Regions from separate parts of the Mus musculus genome. Here regions 1, 2, 3 and 4 are each linked to region 5. Evidence: chromatin contacts called from public HiCAR-type and promoter capture Hi-C data. All regions are on one chromosome and are shown on one strand. The core of a region is the stretch at or near the end of the contact, and the rest is flanking DNA. Distances in the headings are between cores, read along the strand shown. Region 1 holds the start of Rbm11 (RNA binding motif protein 11). Region 2 holds the start of Ncam2 (neural cell adhesion molecule 2). Region 3 holds the start of Hspa13 (heat shock protein 70 family, member 13). Region 4 holds the start of Nrip1 (nuclear receptor interacting protein 1). Region 5 holds the start of D16Ertd472e (DNA segment, Chr 16, ERATO Doi 472, expressed).

The links. Promoter capture Hi-C pulls out the DNA fragments that hold promoters and counts their contacts. HiCAR-type assays count read pairs that join an accessible place to other places. Capture Hi-C pulls out chosen DNA fragments and counts their contacts.
Region 1: a contact with region 5 is called in a promoter capture Hi-C map of pre-B cells, with 2.1 times the contacts expected there. The contact joins the promoter of Rbm11 here to the promoter of D16Ertd472e in region 5. A contact is called at or near these places in 3 of 39 promoter capture datasets (liver and pre-B cells).
Region 2: a HiCAR-type map of astrocytes shows a contact between it and region 5, with 2.9 times the contacts expected there. The contact joins the promoter of Ncam2 here to the promoter of D16Ertd472e in region 5. A contact is called at or near these places in 1 of 39 promoter capture datasets (hippocampal neurons) and 1 of 115 datasets of contacts at active chromatin or transcription factors (astrocytes).
Region 3: a promoter capture Hi-C map of liver shows a contact between it and region 5, with 4 times the contacts expected there. The contact joins the promoter of Hspa13 here to the promoter of D16Ertd472e in region 5. A contact is called at or near these places in 3 of 39 promoter capture datasets (hippocampal neurons, liver and pre-B cells), 1 of 484 Hi-C or Micro-C datasets (B cells), 1 of 115 datasets of contacts at active chromatin or transcription factors (astrocytes) and 2 of 9 other capture datasets (adipose tissue and liver).
Region 4: a contact with region 5 is called in a promoter capture Hi-C map of pre-B cells, with 4 times the contacts expected there. The contact joins the promoter of Nrip1 here to the promoter of D16Ertd472e in region 5. A contact is called at or near these places in 2 of 39 promoter capture datasets (liver and pre-B cells), 2 of 115 datasets of contacts at active chromatin or transcription factors (astrocytes and thymic regulatory T cells) and 1 of 9 other capture datasets (liver).

What each region holds. Positions count from the first base shown.
Region 1 is chr16:75,591,621-75,596,180 of GRCm38.p6, forward strand. It overlaps Rbm11 (RNA binding motif protein 11), which reads left to right and starts at 1,271. Exons shown (of 5, transcript NM_198302.2): 1 at 1,271-1,423. The coding sequence starts at 1,328.
Region 2 is chr16:81,198,630-81,202,751 of GRCm38.p6, forward strand. Ncam2 (neural cell adhesion molecule 2) reads left to right here and starts at 2,068. Exons shown (of 18, transcript NM_001113208.1): 1 at 2,068-2,339. The coding sequence starts at 2,285.
Region 3 is chr16:75,765,255-75,769,534 of GRCm38.p6, forward strand. It overlaps Hspa13 (heat shock protein 70 family, member 13), which reads right to left and starts at 1,564. Exons shown (of 5, transcript NM_030201.3): 1 at 1,481-1,564; 2 at 1-30. The coding sequence starts at 1,505.
Region 4 is chr16:76,370,490-76,374,718 of GRCm38.p6, forward strand. It overlaps Nrip1 (nuclear receptor interacting protein 1), which reads right to left and starts at 2,560. Exons shown (of 4, transcript NM_173440.3): 1 at 2,383-2,560.
Region 5 is chr16:78,574,646-78,579,095 of GRCm38.p6, forward strand. It overlaps D16Ertd472e (DNA segment, Chr 16, ERATO Doi 472, expressed), which reads right to left and starts at 2,043. Exons shown (of 5, transcript NM_001252439.1): 1 at 1,779-2,043; 2 at 1,276-1,409. The coding sequence starts at 1,402.

The DNA.
Region 1 (4,560 bases), core at 21-2,520, 3.0 Mb before region 5:
AGCTGAATAATATTCCGTTGTGTTAATTTCGTTATCTGTTCATCCATTCGTGAACATCTAGACTGTTTCCAATTTCTGTTTATCACGAATAGAGCAGCGACAAACAGGGACGCCTCTGTAGTAGGATCCTTTGGGCACATATTGAAGAGTCACATAGCTGGACCTTGAGGTAGACCTTTCTAAGGAACCACCACACTGATGTCCATAATGGCAGGACCAGTTGTCACTCCCACAAGCAATGGATAAGTGTTGTTCTTCACCCACAGCCTTGCCACCATGTTTTGTTACTTGTCTTATTTATCTTGGCCCTTCTGACTGGGGTAAGATGATTTGTTTTTCGAGACAGGGTTTCTCTGTGTAGTCCTGGCTGTCCTAGAACTCACTCTGTAGACCAGACTTGCCTCGAACTCAGAAATCTGCCCGTTTCTGCCTCCCAAGTGCTAGAATTGAAGGCATGCGCCACCACCGCCGGCGGTAAGATGAAATCTTAAAGTAGTTTTCATTTGCATCTCCTCATGATGTTGGACATTTCTGTGGGAGTTTCTCAATCATTTCCATTTCTTGAGAGAGGAATTTTCTGATCAGTCAACCGAGCAGAAGTACATCTCCTGAATTCAAAATGAATTCCTACTACTCCACCAAACAAAGACCAAATCAAGTTCTCATTACTGAATGATCTTTCCAGGGTGATTCCAAGGTCCTTTCGGGAACTTTTTTTTTTTAATGACTCATTTATACACAGTGTTTTCTTGAGTTCAGTGCCCTTTTCAGAGCCCACAGAAAAATTTCAAAGACCTATCTCGGTATTACTTAAAGGCTAAATAAACTTTAATTTTAGTCTTTTCTTGTATCAGTAGCCATACACGGAGACATTTCTTTTCATGCTATAACTTAACTTCACAGCGTTACTGATCTACCAATTTAACTCTTTGGAAGCAAATTAATTTTTTATATCTCCCCCTAGGCACGTCGATACTGAAGTTAGTCAATCTGAATATCAACTTCCTAGTCATTGTATTTCCAACGTTGCTTAAAAAAAAAAAAAAGCAAACTAAAATCACCCATTAATCTTGTTCATAAAGAGGTAGAAGCACTGTGCCAAGTGGACGACTGATGCCCTCAGGTCAGTAAGTCAGTCTTTCTAGTCAGGGAGGGCGGGGCTGCGAGGTGGTGGGCGGGTCCCGCGGGACGGTGGGCGTGACTTCACGCCCCGCCCCTGGCGCGCGCCCGCCTCGGGCTCCGCTGCCCAGGCGGAGCCGCGCAGTAAAGCGGAGCGAGGGGGGCGGGGCTTCGGCACCTCCTCCATCCCTGGCTGCGGACCGCAGGGATGTTCCCGGCTCAGGAGGAGGCTGACAGGACCGTGTTTGTGGGCAATTTAGAGGCCCGAGTGCGGGAAGAGATTCTTTACGAGCTGTTCCTTCAGGTACCGTCCGCGGGGAAGGCCGGGCGGCGGCTGCGGAGCCCCGGGACCCCGCCCCACCGGAGCTCCGCTCTCCCTTCCCTCGCTTAGGCTCGCAAGTGTGCAGCCGGGGATGAGCGGCTCGTACTCTCCTTCCTCTGCAGCCCCGGGTGGGCAACGACCTCCCACCCCCCACCCCCCACCCTGGCAGCCCCAGGCCAGGACTCCCGGAGCCTCTCCGGGCCCTGGATGTGCTGCGGGAACACGAAACAACCCCGTCACTGTCCTCACGGGATAGTAAGCACCCTTCTGTCCAACCTAGAAAATGGCACCTGCGAGAAAGATACTTCTCTTGAAAACCTTTCCCTAGCTGTCACCCTTTCTCCCAAGCCTTTGGATGGGGAGAGCATTTTGTTGTTGTTGTTGTAGAATCATACAAGTGATTTCTGAAATGCTAGGCAGTCAATTCACCATGACTAACTTAATGGATTCCCTAGTCATGACACTGTATTTCATATTCGGACCTTCAGGACTTTTTTGAGAACTGGAGAGCACACGTCTGGGTCCCTCTTGCCAGAGACGGCTGTCTTCAGCCCTTCATCTAATTGGTTAATGACTCAGAATTATAGAGCAAATCGAAAGTGGTGATAAGGGGCTCTAAAGGGGGAATCAAAACTGTTTTTCACGGATTATGCGTATCTGCAAAAGGGACAGGTAATAATAAGGAAGGGGAAAAAGAATAAAACCTGTTGAAAGTGAGAACACAGCGGTCTGCAGTGAGGCCAGTATCCGAGTCTCGAACTTAAATGTAAAATGGGACTAATTAATCGTCTCTGAAATGCAATGTGATTGCCAGAAATACACTTCTCTTTATGAAACAGCTACAGGCAGCGCTGTTGGTTGCTGCTGCTGCTAATAGGACTGCTATTGTTATTACTAATAATGCGAACCATTGCTACTAAAAAGAAAAAAAAAAGTCACAGTGACTTCCGCTTTCAAAATAAGAGAAAATTCTCGGGGACACAATAACAGAGATGCATTTCTAGAGTGAGGTTGTGGGTACCAGTAGTGATTTTTTTCCCCTAAATTTTAAAGGACTTACTTATCTCTAAATTTAAGGAAGGAATCTCTTTGCCACGCATAGATGCTAAACAAGAAAACATAAGATCTTTATTTTATCCATTGCCACTTTACAGTATTCCCTCTATAAACACCATTATCTGTTTTGTGACCCAATATGATTTGAAATTCACTATTCGGAAGGGGAGTAATTTCAGCCTCTCCAGAAATCATTGCTTCTGAACCCCCGGGGAGTGGGGGTGGGGTAGAGGAGGGCTGAGGAAAGTGGGGTTGTGGGATTACAAATCCCCTAAGACCTCAGCTCTCTAGTCAGTAAGTACTAGGTCCAAATCAGTAGTGTACACACAGAAGGCAAGATACAGTATTTCTTCATTTCTTTTCATGATTTCCTTTTCCCACTTAATTAAAATTTAAGCTCCATGGAACAGGTCAAGCAGTAAGCCTGTGTTTTCATTTTACCCAGAGAGAATTTGCTAACATAGATTATCATTTAAAAGACTTAACATATTCAAGAGCAAAACCCCCCAAACCACTTGACAGCTGCCCTGAAAATGTCTCATACTGACTTTCAAAGAAGCTTAAGTGATATAATATCACTTTGTTGATATCAGAAAAGTCCGTTGAATTTTACTTTGGAAAATGATACGGCAAAACTGGGAGTGTTGCTCAGTGGTCAGCACTAGCTTTGCATTCCTAACATTCTAGGCTCAGTCTCCAGCACCCAGGAAATAAGAATTTTGGCATATGTATAGAAGTAAATCTTAATGTTAATAGAAGAAAAAAAACCTAGAAAGCAGAATAAATCATTTTACTTTTATTACTATATTAATATAATTTATTTCAAGTTTCTGAATACTCCTTTTATACTCAAATATATATATTTTTTTATATTTTTGTCTTTTTAACCAAGAAGTATTAGGCTGGAGACATGGGGAGGGAAGATGGTGGTTGTGGTTTCAAATGTCTTGCGTGTGAAGCTCCAGGACACACTCAGGAGGCTGTCTTCATAGAAGAGGCAGCAATGGGGAAGTCATTTTGCTAATGTTATCCCACTCAAACAGAGGGACCATGAGCTAGTTCCTGCAGAAAGCATTCAGAGGAGAGAGACTAGCATGCTAGCTCCAGCACCATTGTAAAGATGTAAATCAAGTATTTAGGCAACTCCACCGTGAAAAATAGTAATCCTAGCGTATGGCCAGAGTCACCTCTGGTCTCCATGGGCACAGCCTCCAAGCATGCGAAAAAATTCACTCATAGAATTCTTTCCTCAGGTGTGGTTAACAGTGTTCTCTTTACTTCTTTGCTTTTTATTGCCTATTACAAGTTTTTATTGCTATGCATTCTGAATAAGTACAATATGTTGTACTTCATTCTGCTTAAATAATTGACAGTAGAATAATATTTCTAGTTGTTACCTTTTTTAGTGTTGTTCATTTTTCTGAATAGTTTACGCACTCTACCAGATCTTAAACATATTAAAATAAATTTCCTTTCAGCATATATATATATATATATGTATATATATATATATATATATATATATATATATATATATATATATCAGTGTTACTAGACCAAAATGCATATTAGGTTCAGTTTCTCTTATAAACACTGTGTAGTATACACTGGCAGGTGTGCATACATGTATATGTGTACGTGCATTCACGTGCATGAATGTGCATGTGTGAGTTCTGGCACATGCTTATGGGGTTCAGAGACTTTTCCCTTTGTTTGAGACAGCTCTTGTTGTTGTTGTTGTTGTTGTTGTTGTTGTTGCTGTTGTATACCCCAGGCTAGCTGGTTCTCTGACTACTAACAATTGACATTCTGAGGATTCAAATTCAAGACCTCATACCTGCCTGGCAGCCCTTTGACCCACCAAGCTCAGTGGCCACAAACCAAAGAAAATCTTCTCTAAGGGAGCTGAAGTGTTTTGTTTCTGATATAGTGTAGGACAATAAAAAGGGTCTCTGTCATCACTATTAATTTAGTTTTTCAGAGAACCTCTTGCAGTTTCTTCATAGAGGTGAGCCCATGATGTCATGTTGCCACCTCTTTGGCCATAACTCAAGCACATGATA
Region 2 (4,122 bases), core at 818-3,317, 2.6 Mb after region 5:
GTCTTCCTCTCCTTCATCCCATCTCTCTTTTCCCAACAATAGCAATGCATTCCTTGTGTATTTTTGCTACATTGCCTGATTTATTAGATAATTTTTGTATATGCCTGCTCTCTTTATCAAGATTGCTACCAAATTGAGGAAGGATTACACATCACCTCTTTAGACAGCCAAAAGACAAGATTTTGCTCAACCAATTTTTCCATGCTCTTGCAGCTTGCTTACTATTGCTGTGATGAAGCACCAAGCCCAGAAGCATGCAGAGTCCAAAGATGATTGGCTTGCATTTCTCAACCACAGTCTGTCATGAAAGGTGCTGTGGTCAGGAACTCAACGAATGAACCTGGAGATAGGAACTGAAGCCGAGGAATGCTGTTTTCTGACTTGCTCCTCATGCTTGCTTAGCCTGCTTTGTAAAACAACCCCAGAAACACCTACCTGCCCACGAGGCAAATTTTCAAATGAAGCATCCTTTTCTCACATGATTCTAGTTTGTGTCCCACTGACAAGAACTAACCACTGGACATACAAAAAAAATAATTCTCTGTCTGTCTCTTTTTCTCAAAACACACCAGTATGAATACAATCAGATTTGAGCTATATATGCCATATTATAATATGAACATTTAGATGGAAACTCCACCAATCGAGGATAGACCATTGCTTCTCTATTTCTTTCTCTGTTCTGACCTTAATGAAGTCGAGTATTCAAATTACTTTATAGTATCAGACTGTTCTCTGTCATAGTCCACATATTTACTTTAAAATAAATTGGCTCTAAGTAATAAGAAAAAGAGTGCACACCCTTACAGAATAATAATCCTCTCATCATTAAGTGTAGGTCCCTTTGCATGTGTGTGTGAACAGGCATGTTCATGCATGTGCAATAGGTACTTAGCTAATCCGGGTGTCAATTTGAAAACCTGCAAGCTTTGTGGGGAAGAGATTAGTTTTCATCTGCAGTATGTTCATAAGAGTCGACTGTGGTTGTACATGTGTACTTGCTGATAAGAAAAACACCAGGGAGCTCTCTGAGTCTGGGGTGAGCTGGTTGATCACTCTAAGGAACCTGAACAAAGTGTTGGCTAGGAACCTTTTGTCAGCTGTGTCTGCTCACTCTGATCGGGGCAGAGACCAGATCCTGGGGCCAGAGATTCTGGTTCTGATTAGTCTCTTGTCATAGGTGTCATAGTAAAGTGACAGTTTATGTCCCTGTTCCACCAGCGGAAATATCGTGATCAACCCCAGACTTTGGTTGCATGACACCACAGCTCCATGCTTACTCCTCCAGTCACACTTTCAGGTGACACACACACTCAGTTGTGAGGGGTGCAGGTACAGTGGGGTTTGCAGGTGAGTGGGCCTTAAAAAGAACCCCAGCTCAGGTCCTCCATTTACATTCCCGGATCTCTCTCTTCAGACACTGACAAGGAAATGTTACCTCACAGTGCTAATCCTAGATGGTGTATAAAAAAAAAAAAAAAAAAACCCAAGACCCTCCTAGATCTTAGCCCTCAGCAGCGCCCCCCTTTAGGGAGGGGATCCACTCATCCCAATGAATTGGGACCTAAAGATGCACTGCATGAATGTCTTTCTTGGTCCATCTAAAGCAGGGGCTAGTAGCCATACACCCTAGGAGACAGTTGTTCCCCTGATCCACAGGGAAGTGTCAAAGCACTAAGGGTGTCAGGCCAGGCCAGGGTTAAGTCCTAGGATAGACACAGACCCTGCCACCCCAGCTCTTTAGGAACCAAAGGTCAATACTTCCTGTGCCTCTGGGGCTCGCCCTCTGCAGTACTCAGCAACCCGGCCACACCTGCGGGGTCGCAAAAGAGCCAGAGGGTGCTGGTGTCCAGGCGTCCCTGTTCCCCGTGAGCATGCACCATCCGCATAGCTAGAAAAGCCCGGGACTCCTGGGCTCGAACCCGTGGCTGGGGCTCCACTGCGGACGAATCCCGGGGCCGCGCGTGCCTGGCTCGCAGGGCGAGCGCGCGGAGGGATCCGCCGGGGCCGCGCCTCCCCGCCCCGTCCCGCCCCCGCCTCCTCCCGCCGGCTCCGCTGCCGCCGCGGCGGCCGCTGCTGCCGCCGCCGCCGCCGCCTGGATATAGTGCGGCAAGGCGCGGAGCTTGCAGTCACTTTGCGAGGAGGAGCGCGCGGCGGGCTGCGGGCGGCTGGGGCACCCGGGAGCGGCGGCGGGCTAGCAGAGGCGGCCGTGGCAGCGGAAGGTTCTCTCTCCGGGGCTGGACTTAATAACTTTGGAACTGTCCGCCGGTGTCACGTCCTGAACATGAGCCTCCTCCTCTCCTTCTACCTGCTCGGGTTGCTTGTCAGGAGCGGGCAAGGTAGGAGTGTGCGGCTTTCTTGCTTCACTTTCCCTCCCCCTCTCCACCCAACCCGGAGAGGCAAAGAGCGAGGCTCCCGGGGCCACGAAACCCAGGCACCAAAGTTGCGGTGGTTCTTGAGGCGACTGTTGGGATTTTACCTCTTTCTTTACGCGGCCCCTCAAATTCTATCCGTTTGCTCGAAAGACCCCTTAAATAAGAGAGGAGACCGTGCGGAATTGGAGATAAGCATCGTCGGTGTGAAAGAGATCATGGGAGGGAAAATTGCTCCAGCTTCTGGGATTTTTTTTTTTTTTTTTTTTTTTTGGCTTATTCTCTCTTATTACCCGAAATTGGATGAGTGTGTTGGTGTGTATTCACAGTTAAATATCTGAGGTTGCGGAAGGGAAGGGCATGGTGATGTTTTACAGAAGAGGCAAAAACTACCAGCATTAAAGTCGTTTATCAAAAATCTCTGTGGTGTGCAAGAAATTCAATTCTTAGAGATTCTTTTCTTCTTTCCCAACACCAGTTTTTTTTTTTTTTGGGGGGTGGTGGGTGGGCTGTGAAGTGAACGTTTGATGGCTTATTTATGTTGGAAACTAACAGGGGCCATAGATGCTGTAAAACAGCAAATGGCTAAAACTAGGGTTGTGTTGCAGGCGTTCATTGTGACCCCCCCTCCTTTGAATATAGCATAATCTGAACACGATCTATCATTCGATTTGAATTGCACCTGTAAGGGATTTGGAAGGTTGGGGAGCACTGGGAGTACTGGGGAGCTTTTTATTTATTTATTTTTTAATTTGGGTGGGGGAGAGAGAGAAAAAACGTGTTAGAATAGCCCTAGGGACAATTGGTTGAAGCAATCTTTGCTAATCTGTATATAGATGATAGGCATTATGAATTTATCATTCTGCCTTCCATAGTCTACGTTCACATAAAATATATTCACAATCATTTGAAACGTTTTGAACTGTCCAGACAAGTTTGGACATTTAATTGGGGGGAGACAAAATACCAAAATATGCACTGGTGGAAGTCTTAAAGGCAAAGGTAATATCCATAATTCTCCTATTACATGAAAGTGCAGGAATGCCATATTATTTGTGCGGCATTTTCTATGAAATTAATAAAATGCAAGATAAGTTAAAATATGTTCTCTAGATCCAATTCTAAGCATTTTTCCCCACCGCTTCTGCGTTGCTCATGTGCTCCAGCAGGGGGTGGTATAACTCCATTTTAAGCAAGAAATGCTTGTTTCTGCTCTTGCACCCACTGTCCTTCTATCATCCCTCAGTAGGGCTTGGCATTTTGGATGTAAAGACTTCCTTTCTCTGTCTTTCTCTGAAACTACAGTGAAATGATGAACCACGATTGGATGTAGATTTTTATGTTCTGAAGTACAAATTCACATGCTAGATATTGCTCTCATTTATAAAGTGCCTCTTTCTGCCATCCTAACAGAGGATGGGTAATATTTCAGTCTCAGAAAAAATTGCAGATAGATCCATCGGAAGCTCATATTAGTCTTGTTCATTAATCCAGTCACCTCTCTTGCAAAGATCAGCATACACTTGTTCACTACAAGATACAGAGCTGTCATTTTGTGGGTGGGTTGGGTTGGTAGTTGTGTTTAACTGTTCATTTGTAACATGGAGAGGCAGTTCTGAATTCAAACAAGGCAGTCTGAAAAATCTAACTTAGATGCAATTGCAATTAGGAGAGTGTAGTGTGAAGTAATATGGGGGCAAGTTTGTGCCGATTGATGCGCTGTCTGGAGGAAATCATCCCAGTTGTAGAG
Region 3 (4,280 bases), core at 314-2,813, 2.8 Mb before region 5:
CCGCCAAGAGGAGAGTCAAAACAGCTGAACCTGCAAAAGGTAAAAAGATAAGTTTTTATGAAGCTACCACCATATACTGTACCTATAGCAACATCTTCTTAGTAGCACTTTTAAAACAAAACATAAAATATTTCACTTTATAGGATTATTAGCTACTTCTTTTGGACATCAAGTTTTTAACATTCCATCGGGGTACAATTAAAAACAAAGGAGAAAAAAAAAACCCTCAAAAACCAAAAGCCCTCACAAATGTATTTTTGTATAATCCGTTACATGATAATAAAGGAATAAAATGTAAAGATATTTAAATAACCATTATGCTGTTGTTGAATGAAAATATCACAAATGTGAAACTAAAGCTAAATACAATCCAGTTTTCTTGGATTATTGCTATTTAGATTGATAGCTTCATAAACAGTTTTTACCTGTTATTACTAAAATGAAATGCCATTATGAAATTCCCACAGAGACAGCTTTGGTATGTAAGTCTAACCTGTTTGGTTATCGTCTTTACCCATTCAAAAGGATAAAATACGTAAGTTGGATATGTTGATCTGAAAACTGCTTAGGCACTACTGTTACCTCATAGAGTCCAGAAGAGATTTTGCATATATAAGCATTCATTAAGGATATACTTTTCAAAATAGATATTAGGGAAGAAGTATGCAAGTGCTAACCCTGATAGCAACAATATGTAAACTTCCCGAAGGCAAGTTCTAGTCACCATTGAATAGTACGGCCCATGAAGAGCAGAGGCTCAGCAAATATTTAAGGGAAAAGATCATATAGAAACATCAGGCATATTGTACACAAAAGCGAATAAGAACATCACTTTGAGTTTAGAATTAATATCTGATTTGGTTTCACTAGTCTGCGTAATACACCTGTCCCCACTCAAACCCATAATGTCACTCGGTAGTGCTGTTGGTAATTGCTAGCTCCTTCAAATCAACGCCTGGCACATCATAGCAGACCAAGAACCTATCCACTTGTCTCTTCCCACCTACAGACAAATCTCAAAAGCATCTCAGCGTTTGGCAAGGGAATGTTGATTCCCAATCGGTATGTTCAAAAGAGAATCCATCTAAGAATGCACAGGGACTTGAATCCCTCCCAATTCCGCATCCCGAGTGAAGCCAAGAGTCTTCAATCTCGAGATCCCCTTCTTATTCACAGTGGGTTCTCGCACAGAGAACCGATTTCGGCTACCCATTCAAGACCGAGGTCGTTAGCATTCCTAGGCCCTCGTCTCTCAGACCTGTGGCTGGTGGCACGACCCCAAGAGGCCTCCGGCAAGTCAGACCCCCGACTCCAGACGCCCCGCCCCCACCAGCTCCAAACAGCCTTAGCCCCCTTTTCAGGCTCCCTTCGGCTGCGTGACCTGTGATTCAGAGAGTGAGACAACCAACCCTTGCCCACCCAGACCTCGTCGAACTTCCCCGTCGACTTCCATAGTTGCAGGGACCCCTGAGATACTGACCTAAGATCGTCATCTCTCCGGCCATCAGTCCCGCCGAACAGGCAGAAGGATGACTGTACCGATGGGAGGCACCGCCCCCTAGTCGCCGGCTGTCGCGCAGCCTCCTGGGAAATGTAGTCCGTCGGCTCCGAATTAGCCGGAGGAACTACGATTTCCACCACAGCAATGACTCCATCTACCATGAGGCCGCGGGGCGGATTTTACTCAGGCCAGTGAGGGAAGACTCGGCCTCCCCACGCACGAAGGCCCAACAAACCAGGCTTTGTTGTGGGAGCAGCGTCTGGGAAAGGCCAGAGTTTGTCATTCATCAAACCCAAAACGCTGCGAGCTTACTCGCGGTTAAAAAAAAAAAAAAAAAAAAAAAAAAAAAGTCCCTGTAGCCCCGCCTCACCGCGTTGTATTGTGGGAACTGCAGTTCTGGACTGTCCAGAGCTTGGAAGGCATAAAGAGGATAAAACCAATTAAGATTCCGAGGTGGGTTGCGTTGCCAGGCAGGCGGGGAATTCAAACTTCCGGTTTTTTTGTTTGTTTGTTTTTGTTTTTTGTTTCGTTTTGTTGTTCAGCCTCTTTTTTAAGGTTTATGCGTCTTTGGTCGAAATCAAGATTCTAGATAGACTTCTCCTAAGCCCTCCGAAGTCCCCTTAGCATTCCACAGTGGGGCAGTCCTACCGGAGACCCCACCTCTGGTGTACCTGTTCGTTGCTTTGCAAATATCCTTGCAGTCATTAAATGCAATGCCAGCCCGATGCTGTTGGCAGTAAATTATTTCACGGGCTCGTCAGGAATGAAGTTTGTCCAGGACCGCATGGTTTATCCAAGATATTTTCAAATCTAATATTAACATTCACATATGCTATTACCAACTAATATGGAAAGATACATTCTACTTTTCGTTTTAATTATGTCATAAATGGCCAGAATTGTCTTCCTGGACAGGTCCGTCCTTTCACGTGTTGACTATCCGATCACTTTTCCCCTGGCGCCATAAGACACGTTAGCAAAGCAATTTGAAGAAGACAAGATTTATTTTGGCTCAAAGTTCAATGGTACAGTTCCTCATAGCAAGGAAGTCACGGAGGCAAGACCTTTTAACCAGCTGTCCCCATTGCACCCAGTCAGGAAGCAGAGACAGGAAACGAAGGCATCTCTCTCTCTCTCTCTCTCTCTCTCTCTCTCTCTCTCTAATTCAGCCTTGAACCTGCTGGATGTCGGAATAGCAGTGCTCATAGTTAGGCGAAGTCTTTTCGCCTCAATTAATCAGGTCAGAAACGCCCTCATATACATACCCGGAAGTTTACTTCCATGATGATTCTGAATCCCAGCAAGACGAAAAGATTAACCACAATTATTGAGGGGGAGGATACAGGTGGTTTTTAGTATATAAAACATGATGTTTTCCCCTCACTGTTTAATATTTGATACGACTTAAGGACTCCTGGACGTGACTTTACTGTTGGGAAAGTTCATGAACACTTAAGGTCCTAGAAACTTAAATGTGCTTCTCTGGCTAGGTGCAAATCAATAGTCCTAATTGGCGACAGGTCTACTAGTTGTGGGAAAGAACCTCTACTGGCTTTCCACTTGCGTAAAATCTTGTATCTTTTAAGTTTCTAGCTATCTATGTACTTTATCTATGATAGGTTGGTCTATGTCTATCTGTCTACCTACCTATCTACAGATAGATATTATCACACATACATATATAATGATTTTATATCTGAATTATGGCTAACAGAGACCCATTATAATACACTTTAGTGTTTTTAAATACTTTGTCATGTGAAAAATGAAAAGCATGTGGATATATGACTACTATTCGCCAAAGTTCTTAGGAAGAATGAAGAAAGCATAATTCAAACATCCAACTGATGATTTTGATGGGTAATGATAATTTTAATAAATGTTATCGAACAGTTACTGTGTGCTTAGCACAGTGGTAACCATTGGCATCAATAAAGGATAGAGAGAAGGCAATCAGAAATTTAATTCAACATGCTGTGAGACATAGAAATAATATGATCACTGGGAAGGAGCAAGACTGGAGAAACCTATATAGTTTTACCTTGAAGAGAACTTCCAGTATTTTAGAGCTGTTTTTTTTTTTGTTTTGTTTTTGTTTTTGTTTTTGTTTTTTTAAATGTGAGAGTCAAGCTGTAAATTGATGGAAAGATACAAAGTAACCAGGTGTAAGCAGTCCACATAAAAATAGCCCAACCAACAGTATAAGAGCAGACAGGCATTAGATTCACCAGCCATGGGGCCAGTATCATGAGGATCAGTGATACAAACACTGCTCACTGTAATTCCCTCTGCCCACCTTTCTGTTGTCCTTTGAAAGAGAAATGTTTCCTACTGGCTCATGTAGTTAGACACTTGGTACCTAGTTGTGGCAAGTTGGGGAAGTTAGGGAAGTTTTAGGATGTGGAGACTTTTTGGAGGAAGTCCATGGCTGGAAAGCAGGCTTTCAGAGTTCTTAGCCTGATTGCAGTTGGTATGGTCTTTTAGCTTCCTGCACTGGTGGCCTGTTTGTCATGTCTCTCCTGCCAATACGAATATCTAGCCTTCTGGACCTGTAAGCCAATGTAAACTTTTTTTTTTTTTTTTTTGAGTTGCTATGGTGGTTTGAGGTTAAAGTTGTAAGCCCTCTGTTACCCTGCACTGGACCATCTTGGATTCTAAACCCCTGAAACAGTAAGCCAAAGTAAACACTTTCTTTTATAAGTCGCCTTAGTTACAGTGTTTTATTACAGCAATAGGAAAGTAGCTAAAATACTCCCTTTCAGTCAATGATTTTAATCAC
Region 4 (4,229 bases), core at 1,310-3,809, 2.2 Mb before region 5:
GTAATATTTCTTGAATCTCTAATAACACAGGAAAATCTTTGCACAGTCAGAGCCACCTTGGAGCACAAGCTAAAAGAAGCTATCTTTAAAAAATTTTTTTTTTCTTTTGAGTTAATATCTTCTGGAGACTAGCCCACTTGAGTTGATATGTCATAATTTTTGATTCCGAAAGCGGCATGGGTAATTTAAATTGGCACTTGCTATGCATTACTGAAATAATTGTTCTCCGGGATGGCCTTTGGAAAGCCTAAACTTCTAATCATGTTTTGACTATACAGGAACCATAAGGGATGTGTCAACGTAAGCAGACTCCAAGAGCAATAGACTAACAAACAGACTCTAGGTGGTGGTATAGGTTATTTTTTAATCACAATGTTTTGCTCTTAAAGCTGTAGGAGTCAAAGCCTTGGCCTTATCCACAAACATTTTGCCATTGCTAACGCACAATATTTTCAGATCTCTCGATTATAAAAATTCAAGTTCGGCAAAGTTTGGAAACACAGATAGGTGGCTCTAAGTCTTCTCGTAGCCACTGAAGCCTGGTTTCCAAGTATCTTGAAGGCACTTCACAGGACTCATCTGTATACAAACAAGCAGCAACCGAACTTCCCTCCTTAGAGTTTGTATGTCTACTTTTTAAGTATATTTTCTTCATGCTCCAGTCCCTGAAAGGCTAAGTGTGGAGAGAAGTGTCCCCAGTAGAGTTATTATAAAACAGGCTGGAGTAAGTATCTGGTTTGCAGGTACTGCCTGCTACAATTCTGACTCTCCTTCTTTGTCTACAGTAACTAAGTCCTGTACAGAAATTTCCTGTTGGTTTTGAAGTCCCTGAATCAATTAAACCCTGTTGGATATTACCAAACTGCTGGGCAAAACCAGGGCAACTCACTTGGAAGTGGAAGATTTCAACATACTCCAGACAGCAGCCACTCTTAGGGGCCGTGCATAGGAAGCACCGTTTGTTTAAAAAGTCGACTTATTTCACTCTTAGACAAAGGTGGCAACCTGATGATTAAACACTGGATAATTGCATCTGGAAGATGCCGCCCACTTGCTAAACCTGTGATTCACTAATAAGCGGGTTCAATGTAATTCATAACTTTAAAGAATTACTAAAGCCCCTGCTTTACAAAACCCAAGAAACACAGACCACACATCATTTAAGCATGTATTCGTATACACAGACACAGACAGACAGACAGACATGCCAATCTTGGTTTACTTTTAGTCTGTCTCTCTTTCTCTAAAAACACGGTTTTCCTTCAGTGTCACAATCAGCTTACATGAGCAGACAAACTCCAGCCTGGTGCCACAAAAAAATGAGTTAAAAGTTCTTGCACCTAATCATGTCCGGACTTTCCCCCAACTAAAATGACCCATTAATTAAAACAACAACGACGACGACAAAGTATTTTAACGTGAAATTACCTAACGTTCCGTTTTTCGTTTACGACCTCCAGAATCCAGTTAAATTACTGACATGATGGAAGGTAGAAACTCCTGGAATGCCTTAGAGATCAACATGTGTCAGACTCTCTGCCTGTCCGCCTTTTAAACACAGTGGATTCCTTTGTTCCTTCAGTCTGAATATCAACTCCTGATTAAAATTTGGAAAGTACTTTGGAAAGGGATAGGAGGGTCTGGGGAATGTTTGCACGCTAGAGGGTTTCTTCTAACAACAATAGTATTAAAGGAGGACAGTGGCACCAGAGAGGAGAGCGGTCTCCCCGGACTTTACCAGGCTCATGCGAGTGAACCCCCTCTCGGATGCTGGGGGAACTGGGCTGAGGCCTCGGGTGCAAGGAGCCTCGCCCTCCCTCGGCAAGCGGGGAGCTCGTGCCCAGCAGGCCGGGCCTGGGGCTCAGTGCTGCCCCTTCTCCGAGTCACTTTTCCCGGCCGGGGATCGGCGAGCACCGCGCAAGGGAGACGGCAGCGATAGGCGGGGAGCAGCGCGGGCGCCACCGAGAGCACCGCTGGGCGGCAGGACCGAGCGGCGCGGCAGCCAGCGCCCGGGGCTCGGGGCCAACGGGGGCAGCTGGGCGGGCGAGCTCGACCGGGGCCCCGCGACCCGGCCACCCGCGTGGGTCCCGGCGCAGAACACCCAGGGCGGCTGCGCCCCTCGCGCCAAGGCTGGCACGGACGAGCCCGCGGCTGGGAACTCCACAACTTGGCGGCTGCGCCGGCCGGGCCCGCGAGTTCCAGGGGAGAGCCGGAGCGGGGCGCGGCGGAGGGCTGTCCCCGGGATCCGTGTTCCCGGAGCTCCCCGCGGGCCTCCCCCGGCCTCCGCCGCCTCCACGGGCCGCGCACCCAGGCCGTGCCCGGGCGGCGCGGCGTCCGCTCCCGCGAGCTCCGCACGGAGCCCGGGCCGCGATTGCCACTCACCGAGGCCGCCGCGGCTCCGGGCCGCCGATCCGCGTCGCTCCCTCCTTCCCAGGTTAGCCGTGCCCTGCGGCCGCGCGAGGCCACGGGCGCTGCGCTCGGGCGGGCTGGGGCCGGCTCGTCCTCCGCCTGCGCCGCGGTCGCCGTCGCCTCCCGAGTTCGGGGCTCTGCTGCAATGTCTGCGAGGCTGACTTTGAGCGCCTCGCTCGCCGCCCGCCCGCCGCAGCCGCGCTCCTCCCTCCGCCGCCGACTTCGCGGCGGCCGGGTCCCTCCCCTCGCTGCTCCACGCCATTCAGCTCTTCAGCCAAGTTTCTTAACCCTTTTCTGCCCCTCCCTCCCATTGTCACCCGGGCCGAGCGCGCACCCGGAGGCTCGGCGGAGCCGGGGAGCCCACCGGGCGTCTGCAGGCCTCCTCGCCGGTGCTCCGGGTGGGGGTCCGGGACTGATCGGCCTTGAAGGCAGAGAGAGGACGCGGTTGGACCCGGAGAAGGAGGGGGTGCTGTGCTTCCCGAGCCGGCGCCCTGGCTTCCCAGCCCCGTCCAGCCAGCCGCCTGGACAGATTCCCCGCTAGGGGCCAGGCGATCGCCCATGTCACCCGTGCCGGGGCAAACGCTGGGGGCACCACAGGGGCGTCGGGGCACCTTAATCCTACCCCAGGTTCCCCAGCCTACGTGCTGGCACCTTAAGTGTCTCCCTTTCTCCCGTTTCACCCCACAAACACGCGTTCTTTTGGCGCCCTTTACCCACCCTCAATTTCCACCTCCTTAAAATCTGTGTCCCGCTCAAATCCCGGAAGCTGCGGCGCTGTATAACTCTAGGTCATTTTGACCCCATGCTCAGCACCTAGTAGGACCCAGTGATAAATATGGCATGATTCCAAGCGGAAAACTGGAAAGGAGACCTGAGGAGTGCACAGCTAGCTCCCTAGACGGACGCAGGACCCAGGAACCTGGTTTCTCTTCTGCTGCTTTGTCACTGCGAAGTCTCCAGCAGGGTCTGCCCGCCAAACTGCACCACCCCCAGGAAGGATCTGACCCAACAGGACTAGGAGATGGGCTGTCACTTCTTTAAAGCAGCTCTTGCTGGGTTCAGAGTCTCAATAAATAACAATTACATCATATAGCCAGGGTGGCAATGCAGGGAAACTTGGGTTTCCTGCAGCCTGGTCTCGCTGAACCCGCCTCTAAATTTGAGGTGGGCTAACAGATTGGTGAGGCGAGAAAGTGGAGGGAGGAGAGAAAAATAAGAAACCATGATCTCTTCCTCGCCTTGTGTTTTCTGCTTTTAAAACCTATTCTCTCTACTCCCTTCATATCTTACTTGTGAAGCCTCCTTTTAACGCTCCCCCTACCCCAGATGTCTCTGTCTCGTTTGTTTTTGACTCTAGTCATGAAAAGAATTACCTGCGGGAAGACTTGTGGTTGCAGAAGTTGTTTTTGTTTGACATTAAAAAAAAAAAAAAAAGGCTAAAGTACATCTTCGATTCACCCTAAACTCTGAAGTGCTATCCCTGCCTTAAAATACTTACTAAGACAATTTTGTGGATGAAGCTTTCTACTCTCATATGTTTTCATATCCTTAAGAATTTCGGTAGCATTTGGAAGCAGTTATTGATGCACACCAAAACCAAAAATTATCCAAGTGACCCAACCGTATTCTTTACTGTTATATAATAGCTCTATAGCTATTTTTCGGATTTTTCAAATGAAAAACGTCTGGGGTATCTTCCCAATCTTTAAAGTAAAGGCAATTTTTCAAATCAATTCTTAATAAAGCTATATTCTAGCACAGTCCTGAGCACATGCAGGAAATATTTTCCTTAATGGCGATGATGGTGCATTTTAAAATAC
Region 5 (4,450 bases), core at 793-3,292:
CTCCAGCAACCTGGAGCAGCCCACCCACCCACCAGGCCTCAGTTTCTTCCAGACAACACAGAGATTGCAAGTTGATCCTGTCTGATGTCTCTGCCCTTCTAAAATGTAAACTTCCAGGAGGTGTGAGAACACACAGGAAAAAAAACTGTTTCCAAAGAGCAGAAGTGTGCCCTCTCACTGGGGCACAGAGAACATAAATATAAACTCCACACACACATAAAAAAAAATCGTCATTTCTAAGTCACGCTTTTAAAACTAGGTGTAATCACTACAATTTACTAAAGCCAGAGTAACAAGCATACTACTTAGCCCACAGAAACTCCATGATGCGCCAAGACAGACACCATTTGGAAGCTACAACACTTCTGAGTAACAAGTCCTAACAGGAATGGCAAAGTCTATGATCTCAGTACAGGAGTGTGCTTAGCAATAAGGATACATTGTCCCTCTTAATAAGACAAAAAAAAAATCATGAAAGTCTTTAAAGACAAAATGAAATGTTGTTTTGAAACCAAGCCCTTAAGCATCTAGGTATTTCAAAATATTTAGTATCTAGTAAGATCTTTCTCTACTGACAGACACATTAGAACCTCAAAATTCAAGTTATACACAAATTTTTATTTTGGGGGAAATTTTAAGATTCTTCTTCAGTGTGACTCATAGATACCCCAAAAGACTTGGGGTTTCACTGTGACAGTGCAAATAGAAAGCTCACAGCCCATGTTTCCTGGAAACATCTAGGACCCAGTTATCTGTGTACCCAACACAACCTTCAGCAAAAGGTTTAATTTCTCAAGCATTTCTTTTACACATTCTCACAATGGTACTGGCATCGAAAGAATTGAAAAGTCCTTTTTTAAAAAGATTATTAATATTAAAGGAAGTTATTTAAAATCTGATATAAACAACTTAAAAAAATAAAAGTTAGTTAAAATTCACCACATGATGGGAAAAATAGAGACTAAGTTTGGCAGAAAGGAGTAAAATTATATCTGCCCACGTGTACGGTCATGTTGATTCTTAAATGTTTATCAGACAATACCTGCACTTCATTTCATATTAGTTAAAAGGAGCTTAACATTCTGTTATAAAGACAAACATTTCCCTCGACTCATAACTATTGTTAACTCTGGCTTCATTTCCAGAAACCCTTAGCAGATCTTCACTTAGGACAATCTCTAGGCTTTCAAGCAGTTGCAGTGTTACCTCCAAACATCTCAGCCTAAGTTGCACAAAGTAGTACGCGGCACGCAGTTAAAACCGCAGAATCCTTACCCTCGAGATTTAGCTCGAAGCAAATGTGGCAGAAGGAGAGCGTGTCTTTGTCTGTTCCCAGTTTACAAACACTGCAAATGTTGTCATCATTCAAGTCAATGCTTACAAACTGCTCCTCTTCGTTCATAGTGCCCCTATGAGGAAAGAGAAAGGAGCAAGTTACACAACGGCAAAAACTTGCTTATGGCCTGCAGTAACCGACCAAAAACCCCCCCAAAAACCGAAAAAGGAGGCGTTTGCAACAGCCCTGTCAGGCAAGCATCGCCATACCTGGAGTTACAGTATCACAGTTTTACTGCGAAAAAGCAAAAGGGCTGCCCACAGGAGACACCCGCCTCCCGGGTCGCGCCGGCAGACACCCGGCCTGTCAACCAACTTCGGGTCGGTCGCTGTGGCCAGAAGGAGCCGCTGGGACGCGGCTTTGCCAACTTCTGGGTGAGCGTCTGGAGGCGTCCCGCTAACTCGGTTACCCGGCTCCCCGGCTCCGCCGCGGCAAGACGCACGTGGGGACTGGGACACCCGGGAAGGATCGGCTCACGTCGGAGACTCTTCAGCCACGGACCGGAGGGTCCCGGGGACGCCACTCGAGGATCGTGGGCGTCCGGCACGGCGTGGGATCCGTCTCGTCTGTCCGTCCGTCCCGGCACTGGTCCTGAGCACCAGAGCGGCTCAGAGAAGGACCTCTACCGTCCGGCTCCGCGGGCCACCGTCCGCGCGCCACGATCCGATCCGCACTATTGTTTCCGCCGGCGCCGCAGCGCAGACAGCAGCGCGCTCCGCCCCGCCCGGGCCGCCTGCGCCACCCCGAGCCGCCCACGGGGAGAGCGGCCGGGCCAGCCCACAGCCCCAGGGCCCCACGTGGCCACCCTAGCGCAGGGAGTGTAGCCGCCCTCCGCCCGCCCCGCGCCGCCCCGCGCCCCCGTGCGCATCCTCTTGCGCCTCCGCGGAGAGCATCTCGCTCCCCTCCGCGTGGCGCACATGGACCCGTCCGGCCCGCCTCCCTGCAGCCCCTGAAAACTCCAGCCACTTGCGGATTGCAGGAATGGGCCCACGGCTAAGCCTGAGGGGTGGAGGAGGAGAAAGGCACACACGCGTGGGGAGTGTATTGCTTCAAAACCAGGAGCCTGAACCAAGTATTATCCTTGAACTCCTGTTTCATGTTGGTTGACTTTCTGAATGAGATAAAAGTTGATAATTCAGATATCCCGATTTAGGTATAATTCTAGAAGCAGAGCATCTTTTCTTCGAATTATGTATCACGATGTGGTACCTCCCATGCACATCCACGGAAAACATTCCCGAGGCTCCGCCTCTTGTTTTTAAGTCTACCCCTTTCCTAAACTTTTTTTTTTTTTAGTATGTAAATGTACTTTCATCATCTGCTTGACTCCTTAAGCCTTGCCTAGGCCACAAGTCTACGCAATACTTTCAGTTACGTTTGCTATGCTAGTCTTTCTCAACAGTCCACAGAAGAGAAACAGGAAACTCGGCTCTTGCAGTTTAGTGGTGACTAACCCTTTATCGCAGTTTCTTAGAAACAAAAACTGGAGCTTGAACTCAAGGCTGCGGAGGTAAAGCCACTAATCAAGGACTCAAAAAAGTCATCTGTGCCCATGCTACCGAAGTGTGGTGGATGACTCAAAGACCCCATGTGGCGTTTTTACAAATGCAGAATCCAGAAATCAATACCTTGCTCTGAAAAAGACCCCCAGATCCATGGACCTGAGGTGCCTCAGCGGGGGTGGCATGAGGTGGGATGGGGGAGGGGGAGTGTTTGCTATGGCAAACCTGGCAACCTGAGCTCCATTCCCAGTGGAACGGAAGTACTAACTCCACAAAGCTGTCCTCCAAGAGTGTCCCACAGTCACCAGGACACGCCCCCCCATTAATAATAATAATGAATATTTTATAGGTCCCTGCCCCCTATGCATATTAAAATTTGGGGTGTGTTAAATATCTTGCATTTTGGATTCTACTCATTTATTTAATTAAAGTGATTTTTACAAAGTTTATATTTGTATGTGTATGTTTGTATATGTGGTGTGTATGATGTGTGCATGATCATATCCTGGCATGTGTGTGGAGCTCAGAGGACAACTTCAGATGTCTGTCCTCATTTTTTTTTTTTAAATCTTGTTTGAGAAAGGGCCTCATTGCTGTTCATAGGTGTGTAGTGTAGGCTAGTGGGCCAGTGGGCTTCTCATGATCTCCCTGTCTCCAGCTCCCATGTTGCAGTAAATGTGTTAAGTTTGTTTGTTTTCTCCTGGTGTGTTAGTCAGGGTTCTCTAGAGTGACAGAACTTATGGAATGTATATATTGTGATGACTTACAGTCTGTAGTCCAACTAACCCAACAATGGTCAGCTGTGAATGGGAAGTCCAGGAATCTAGTATTTGTTCGGTCCCACAAGGCTAGTTGTTTCAGCTTGCCTTCTGTAGAAGTAGGTTTCAACAGATGTGCTGGCAAGTAAGTGCAAGCAGGCAAAGAAGAATGATTCTTCCTTCTTCCAAAGTCCTTATGTAGGTCTCCAGCAGAAGGTGTGGCCCAGATTAAAGGTGTGTGCTGGCACAACTGAGTCTGGGACTTGTTTTGTCCCAGGATGACTTTGAACTAAGAGATCTCTTTGCCTTAATCTCCTGGGATTAAAGGCCAGTACTACCTTGGCTGGGCCTAAATTTTTCATGGCCGCTATGCCTTAAGATCACCATGCCAAGATCCAAGTCAGAAGCTTGTGTCTTCCAGCCTCAAGATCTGGATCACAGGTAAGCTGTCCAATTCTAGATTGTAGTTCATTCCAGGTATAGTCAAGTTGACAACCAAGAGTAGCCATTACACTTGGATCTGGGCAACTGAACTCTGGTCCTCATACTTACATAGAAAGCTCTTTACCCACACCTTGAAGCCATTGCAGGTCCACAGATCTGAGTGCTGTTTTCGGATGTAGGTACATATTTAGGGAATTTGGGGTAGGACCGGAAATCCTGCACTTGTAGCGAGGCCGCATGAAGTCAGTGTTACTGACTCTTGTACTTTCACTCCATCAACATGGACATTGGCTGCTTTTTTGAGGCACTGATGAGTTACATCATAATTCATCAGTTCTCATAACCGATAAGCTTTCAAGATCGGTGGCTCTATGTTATCTGTCTCTCTATTCTCTTGGGTAAATAACTAG